Linked DNA regions of Mus musculus: region 2 is linked to region 1. A link is a contact called in public Hi-C data. All regions are on one chromosome and are shown on one strand. Each heading gives the region's core, a stretch centred on a gene start, on an enhancer-like site or on the middle of the called end of the contact. The rest is flanking DNA. Distances are from core to core; before and after follow the strand shown. Region 1 has its middle 17 kb from the start of Wnt7b. Region 2 overlaps Celsr1 (cadherin, EGF LAG seven-pass G-type receptor 1).

What was found. Hi-C and Micro-C count contacts between places; a contact is called where the count stands out from the background.
Region 2: a contact with region 1 is called in a Hi-C map of the N1E-115 cell line, with 2.4 times the contacts expected there. The contact joins two enhancer-like sites. A contact is called at or near these places in 1 of 484 Hi-C or Micro-C datasets (the N1E-115 cell line), 1 of 115 datasets of contacts at active chromatin or transcription factors (pancreatic cancer cells) and 1 of 9 other capture datasets (adipose tissue).

The regions. Positions count from the first base shown.
Region 1 is chr15:85,597,599-85,600,422 of GRCm38.p6, forward strand. No RefSeq gene overlaps it. Among named protein-coding and RNA genes, the nearest start is that of Wnt7b, 17 kb to the left of the region's middle. Within about 2 kb of position 1,488, at least 139 of the 459 cell types and tissues checked have an H3K27ac peak or open chromatin away from gene starts, as enhancers often do. A contact at or near this core is called in the N1E-115 cell line and pancreatic cancer cells, where this site is marked.
Region 2 is chr15:85,934,524-85,937,223 of GRCm38.p6, forward strand. All of the region lies in intron 9 of Celsr1 (cadherin, EGF LAG seven-pass G-type receptor 1), which reads right to left. Among named protein-coding and RNA genes, the nearest start is that of Trmu, 57 kb to the left of the region's middle. Within about 2 kb of position 1,273, at least 73 of the 459 cell types and tissues checked have an H3K27ac peak or open chromatin away from gene starts, as enhancers often do. A contact at or near this core is called in the N1E-115 cell line and pancreatic cancer cells, where this site is marked.

The sequences.
Region 1 (2,824 bases), core at 238-2,737:
CCAGAAGAGGGCATTGATCTCTAGGGACTGGAGTTGCAGACAATTGTGAAGAGCCATATGGAAGTTGGGAATTGAACCCACGTCCTCTGGAAGAGCAGCCAATGTTCTTAACCACAAAACTATCTCTGTAGTTCATGAAGCAATAAATCTGTTGACCAGATTTGTCTGACGGAAGCAGCCATCTTTAGGGCCTTTCCTGGTGGATGTTTTATAATCAGGAGAAATGGACGCAGACTCCTGAAGCCCACACTGCCCACTGTGCCTCTGGCTCCTGGAGGAGGCTGGGGAAGGAACTCTCAGAGGTGCCACTCTCCTCTTCAGGGGAGAGTATGGACACGCTTCTGGCTTTTCAACAGCCAGGCTGGCTGTGGCCAGAAGCCATTGTCCTTTGGAGATGCCATGGAAACTGACAACAGCTGGTCCCTGAGAGCCTGAGGAGATGCACATGGCTAGAGATGGGGTTCTCACTTCTCAGTGCCGAGCTCCAAGAGTGAGCCAGGCAGGTCCGGTGAGAGAAGTCTGGCTTCGAGGGACAAAGGTGAGCTTGGCCAACACAGAGGACCTACATAGCGAGAATTTGGGCTTCTTTAAAAACCCACTTGTGTAATGTGATTATGTTTTTGTTTTAATCCCAGGTGTGGGATATGGGTCTGCGTCAGATTGTCCAAGGATGAGGCCACAAGTGCGCACTATGATAAAGCCAGGCTATGTGAAACTGCTGCTTTGAACTTATAATGAGCTTACAGAGTGAAGCGCTGCTTTGAACTTACTATCAACATCCTTCTGTAACTCCCCTTTTGTGTGATATTTGATCTATGAGGTAATTTTATAAAGAACTTTTGTCTAAGACAGTATAGGAAGGCCAGAGCAAAGGAATGAAGTGTGACATCCTCTGCTTCCTGGCTTACAGCTCCCCGTGGCTTGCTCGGCCTCCTTTCCTATAGAATCCAGGACCAGCCCCACCCCCAATGAATCAATCACTAAGTATGAAAATGCCCCCATAGGTTTGCCTGTAGCCCTTTACAGAGACATTTTCTCAATTGAGGTTCCCTCCTCTCTGGTGACTCCAGCTTGGGTCAAGTTGACATAAAACTATCCAGCACAGGCAGTGATGGTGATGACGATGATAGTGGTGATGATGATGGTGGTGGTGATGATGATGATGGTGGCGGTGATAAGGAAGATAGTCGCAGGGCTTTTGAGAATGAGATGGTTGGCAATGTCTTCTGTGGAGTCCAGTTTGCAAACTGTCCTCACCATATCATAGTCCCTGGGAAAGAGCCACAGCTTGGACCCATTTTCCATGGAAGTCATGGGGACAGTTGGTGATCTCAGGCAGCTCCAGCTCCTGGCCAGTCAGTCCCCACCCTGTGGTCCTCCAAATGTCCTTGACCTTCAGGAATTTGCCCAGTTCTGGATTCCTTCTCTATGGCCTGACAACTCCCAGTAGCTCCACCAGAGGGCGCTCTGTAGCCGGGAATGGGCACACTGGGTCCTAACCATGAAGCTGGACCACACTCCTGATACAGAGGGGAAGGGGCAGATTTTGGACTCTCGAGGGGCCTGGCTGCCAGGCCAAAGGCTGTGTGGCTTTTGCCTCTGTGGCATCGTGCTTTCCTGAAGGCTCTAGGGATGACTCATGGGGACCAGATTGGTGCTGGCTTGTAAAGATATCAGAAACGGGGATGAATCACCGTGAACAGTGATAGGGTGCGTATTTGAAGCTACAGCCCTGGGGACCAAGGGGTCTGTACGCTGTGACGTCACCCCCTGAGGTTCAGGGTGCTGGAATGGGAACATCAGTGGCCAACCCAGCCCCCAGGTGGCCACCAAGGAACTGGCGATCCATATAATTGTCTCCAGACACTTGGCTCACCCAGGTCCCTTTGGCTGCTGTGAGCCTGGGTACTCATGAATCTAATCCAGGCCTTACTGTCAATCCTCCAAGACTCAGGTCTGGAAGTGGGTTTGCAGGTAAGATAGTCGTGCTCTGCCATGCTGACCTTTCCGAGGGGGTTACCTGTGTGGCCATTCCACAGCCTTGTAGTGTCCTGTGAGGGTCACCCTCCTTCCTCTCCCCTGCTAGCTTCTTTTCTTTCTGTGACGTTTTATTACTACTGTTGGGCCATCGCTGTTGCTATTATAACATCCATGTGCGTGGCAAGCGGTCCGTCAGTCACTAGGCTCCACCCCTCTGTAAGGCTGGGCAAGTGGACTGCATTCTTTCCTTGAGTTCATTGTCAGGGTTTGAGGGAAGACCCTGCAGCCAGCCAGAGGAGGGGGGAGGCAGAGATGGGCCCCCACTGGGGAGGGCAGGCCTGGCAGGGAGGAGCCAGCACACTCAGGAAACAACTTATTCAGCAATCTGTCAGTCCTCTGTGAGGACCTACTAAGTGCATGGGTTTTATGCTAAGACCTAGGAAGGGTAGGGTCTGTCCTTCCGGGGTATTTATGAGGGACGGGGAGACAAACAGGCAAGCACTGCGGCTATGAGATGAGGGATGTGGGCTCAGGAGAGGTGGGAGGAGACAGGAGAGGGGCGGGGCCTGTAGGAAGGACAGACAGCATCTGAACAGGAACGCCTGACCGGAAGGGACGCTGTCAGGAAGGGCAGGAGGGCGGGTAGAGAAGAGTGTGGACCCTGGAGTAGACCTGGGTGGCACAATCTCAACAGATCTACAGTGCCAAGGACACAGCCATGCAAGGGCACCATGGTAGGGAAGGCTTGCCCAGTCTGAGGCCAAGGCTACCAAAAGAAAAGAAAGTCCAAGCCAAGATTCTCTGACCCCCTCTTACTTTCTTCCACCCCCCTCCCACAAGGCAG
Region 2 (2,700 bases), core at 23-2,522, 340 kb after region 1:
ATGTTTAGTGTGTAGCCCAGGGCCTTGTATGCACAAGGCAGGCAATCTACCCACTGAGCTACACCACCAGCCCCTGACACGGTCTGGGCCTGTGTCACCACAATCAGTGCCACGGTCTCAACACATGTGGCTCTCCTTGCTTAACGACAGCAGAGAACACATTCTTTTCAAGTCCACACAGAATATTGACGAAGGCTGGTTGGATCCAGGCTTTAAAGCAAGTCTCGACACATTTCCAAGGGCTTAAACTCAGGGGGCCCAAGTTGTGTGGCCTCTAACCATTAGAAACAATATCAAAGGTTTCAATACAAAGTGTCTCATGCTGGTTAACTCAAGGTACTCCACAGGCCTCAGGAGAAACCCTGACAGAAAGGACTAATGTCAATACCGATGCATCTTGACTTTGGTCTCCGCCACTAGCTGATTTTGGAAGGTAATTTTCACCATTTTACATATTGCTTCCTTTGCCTCACACAAGTTTCCTGGGCTATTCTCTCTCACTGGCCTTGCTGGCAAACCCCTCAAAAAAAAGAGATCAACAAGGAAGTTGAAAATGGCATGTGTCTGCAACAAAAGGAGAGGCTGTGAATAAACCCCAGGACAGGGACAGGAGCAGCCACCCATCGTGTACTTCTACTCGATTCAAGACAGATGTCAACAACAGTATGGTTATTCTGCTCGATGATATAGCTGGATCTGGGCTGCCTGACAGCAATTAGCTAACTTGTCCAGGCTTTGGCCTGACACGGGATGGGGACATTCAAACTGCTGCATCACAGCACTCTCTTGGCAGTCAGGACACCACAAGCTGAACATGTCACACAAACCCTACCCCCACCCCCAATTCCTGTTAGAGCAGCCTCTGCGAACCATAACAAGGTGGCCCCTTGGGTTGCTCATGAGGTCTACAGGACCCCTTAAAGCCCTCCTTGGTGTATCCAGTCTTTAATTCTGTGGCTACCAGAGTTAGTCAGGGCTAACCTTGCTGAACAGAGCCTTTTTCCCTCCAGGTACACTAATGACAGCTTGTAGGCGCCCGTCATCACCTGAATGAAAACGGCCAATTTAATATGTTCCGACAGAGCAACACCCACAGAGAAATAGCATCCCCAGGCAGGGCGGTGCTTCCAAGTTCAGGCCAAAGTGAGCTTCTGGCCAGCCGGGAACCTTGTGAAATTACAGCTAATGAGGAAAGAATTTGCCATGCACACCAACAACCCCCAACCTCTGGGGCTGTGACCTCAGGTAAGTGGGCAGGCACAGGCTAGAGGCTGGCTTCTGTCTGGGCTGATGGCCCCACCCTCCAGCCAATGCAAACAAATCTATCCAAGGGCCCTGTGACCTCTGGCAGCGAGCTGGAAGAAGGGAGGGCTCTGGGCATCCCTGACTCCTCCCACTCTCTGAGCTCTGCTGAGGGGTTCTCTGGCTGACTCAGGATCCATGGGGCCTAGGTTACACGAGCCTCTAGCTTCAATTTGCCTCACGTGAAATGGGAGCTTGGTACAGACACTCCTTAGGGTCCACCTCTCCTCTGACTATCTCCGACTCCACTCCAGCTGCCTGACTGGGATGAAGAACAAGAATCCAGGGCCCAGGAAGTAGAAGAAACAAGCTATGGCTTTATGAGGACATGGGGACAGCAGGGGCCATGGGAATTCCAGGAGCCACTACCCTTAAAGCTTGGGTCAGACCTCATTCCTCGGGAAGGGAAGAGACAGATATCCAGTAGAGGCTGTGCTGAAGGGGAGGAGGGAGAAGGAGACAGAGGATGACCTATGGGGAAGGAAGTCTACGGGCACCAGGGCTTGTTACATGCACTCACATACATACGGACACACAGAGAGATGCATGCACTCATGCATAAACATACATACACATGAGCACACAAACACAAACATACATACACATATGGGCACGCATGCACTCACAGACATATACACAAACGTGCACACAAACATAAATACACGGTCACGAACACATGCAAACACAGACACGTGCATAAAGACATGCCCAGTTATACACACAGATGCACGCGCACACATGCTCAGACACATTCACATACGTAGGCAGACACGAGCACACAGAGAGACATAGGCACACATGCATGTGCTTACATATACAATCTTTGGAAAAGCCTGAAAGAAAGAAAGACATACTTAGTTACTAGTTCCTCCAGATTTGAGCCCAAATCCTTGCTAGGGCATGATTCCTCTAAGTGACCATTGACAGTGACCTCTGGGCCTCCTGACTACTGCGAGTGTTAACTCCAAGGAAAGCCAAAACTGGAGAATTCTGACCCTGCCCAGGAATTATGGGCCATGGTTTATACAAGAAAATCTGTCTGGTCAGTGCCAATGTCAGAGATACAAGGGCAGAGTTGGGGGCTCAGTGGGACCTCCTGGTCAAGTACGGATTCCCAGACAGAGGGCTCATCCGGAACCTCGGAACCTCGGAGCCTTGGATAAGGGCTCTCTCTACTGTACAGACAGTGGAGGGCTGGAAAGTGAGGGTAGCTCAGTGAGACAGCCCTGGGTGATCCCCACAAAGGAGTAGCATCCCTTGCTACCTCTGGCTCCAACGACCTAGCAGAAACCATCTGTCATGTAAGAGATATGCGAACGTGTGAATGCGGTGCATTAAAACCACTTCCAGAAATGTCCGGGTACTCTGACCTAAAGTTCCAAACAAGCCGAATGGTTA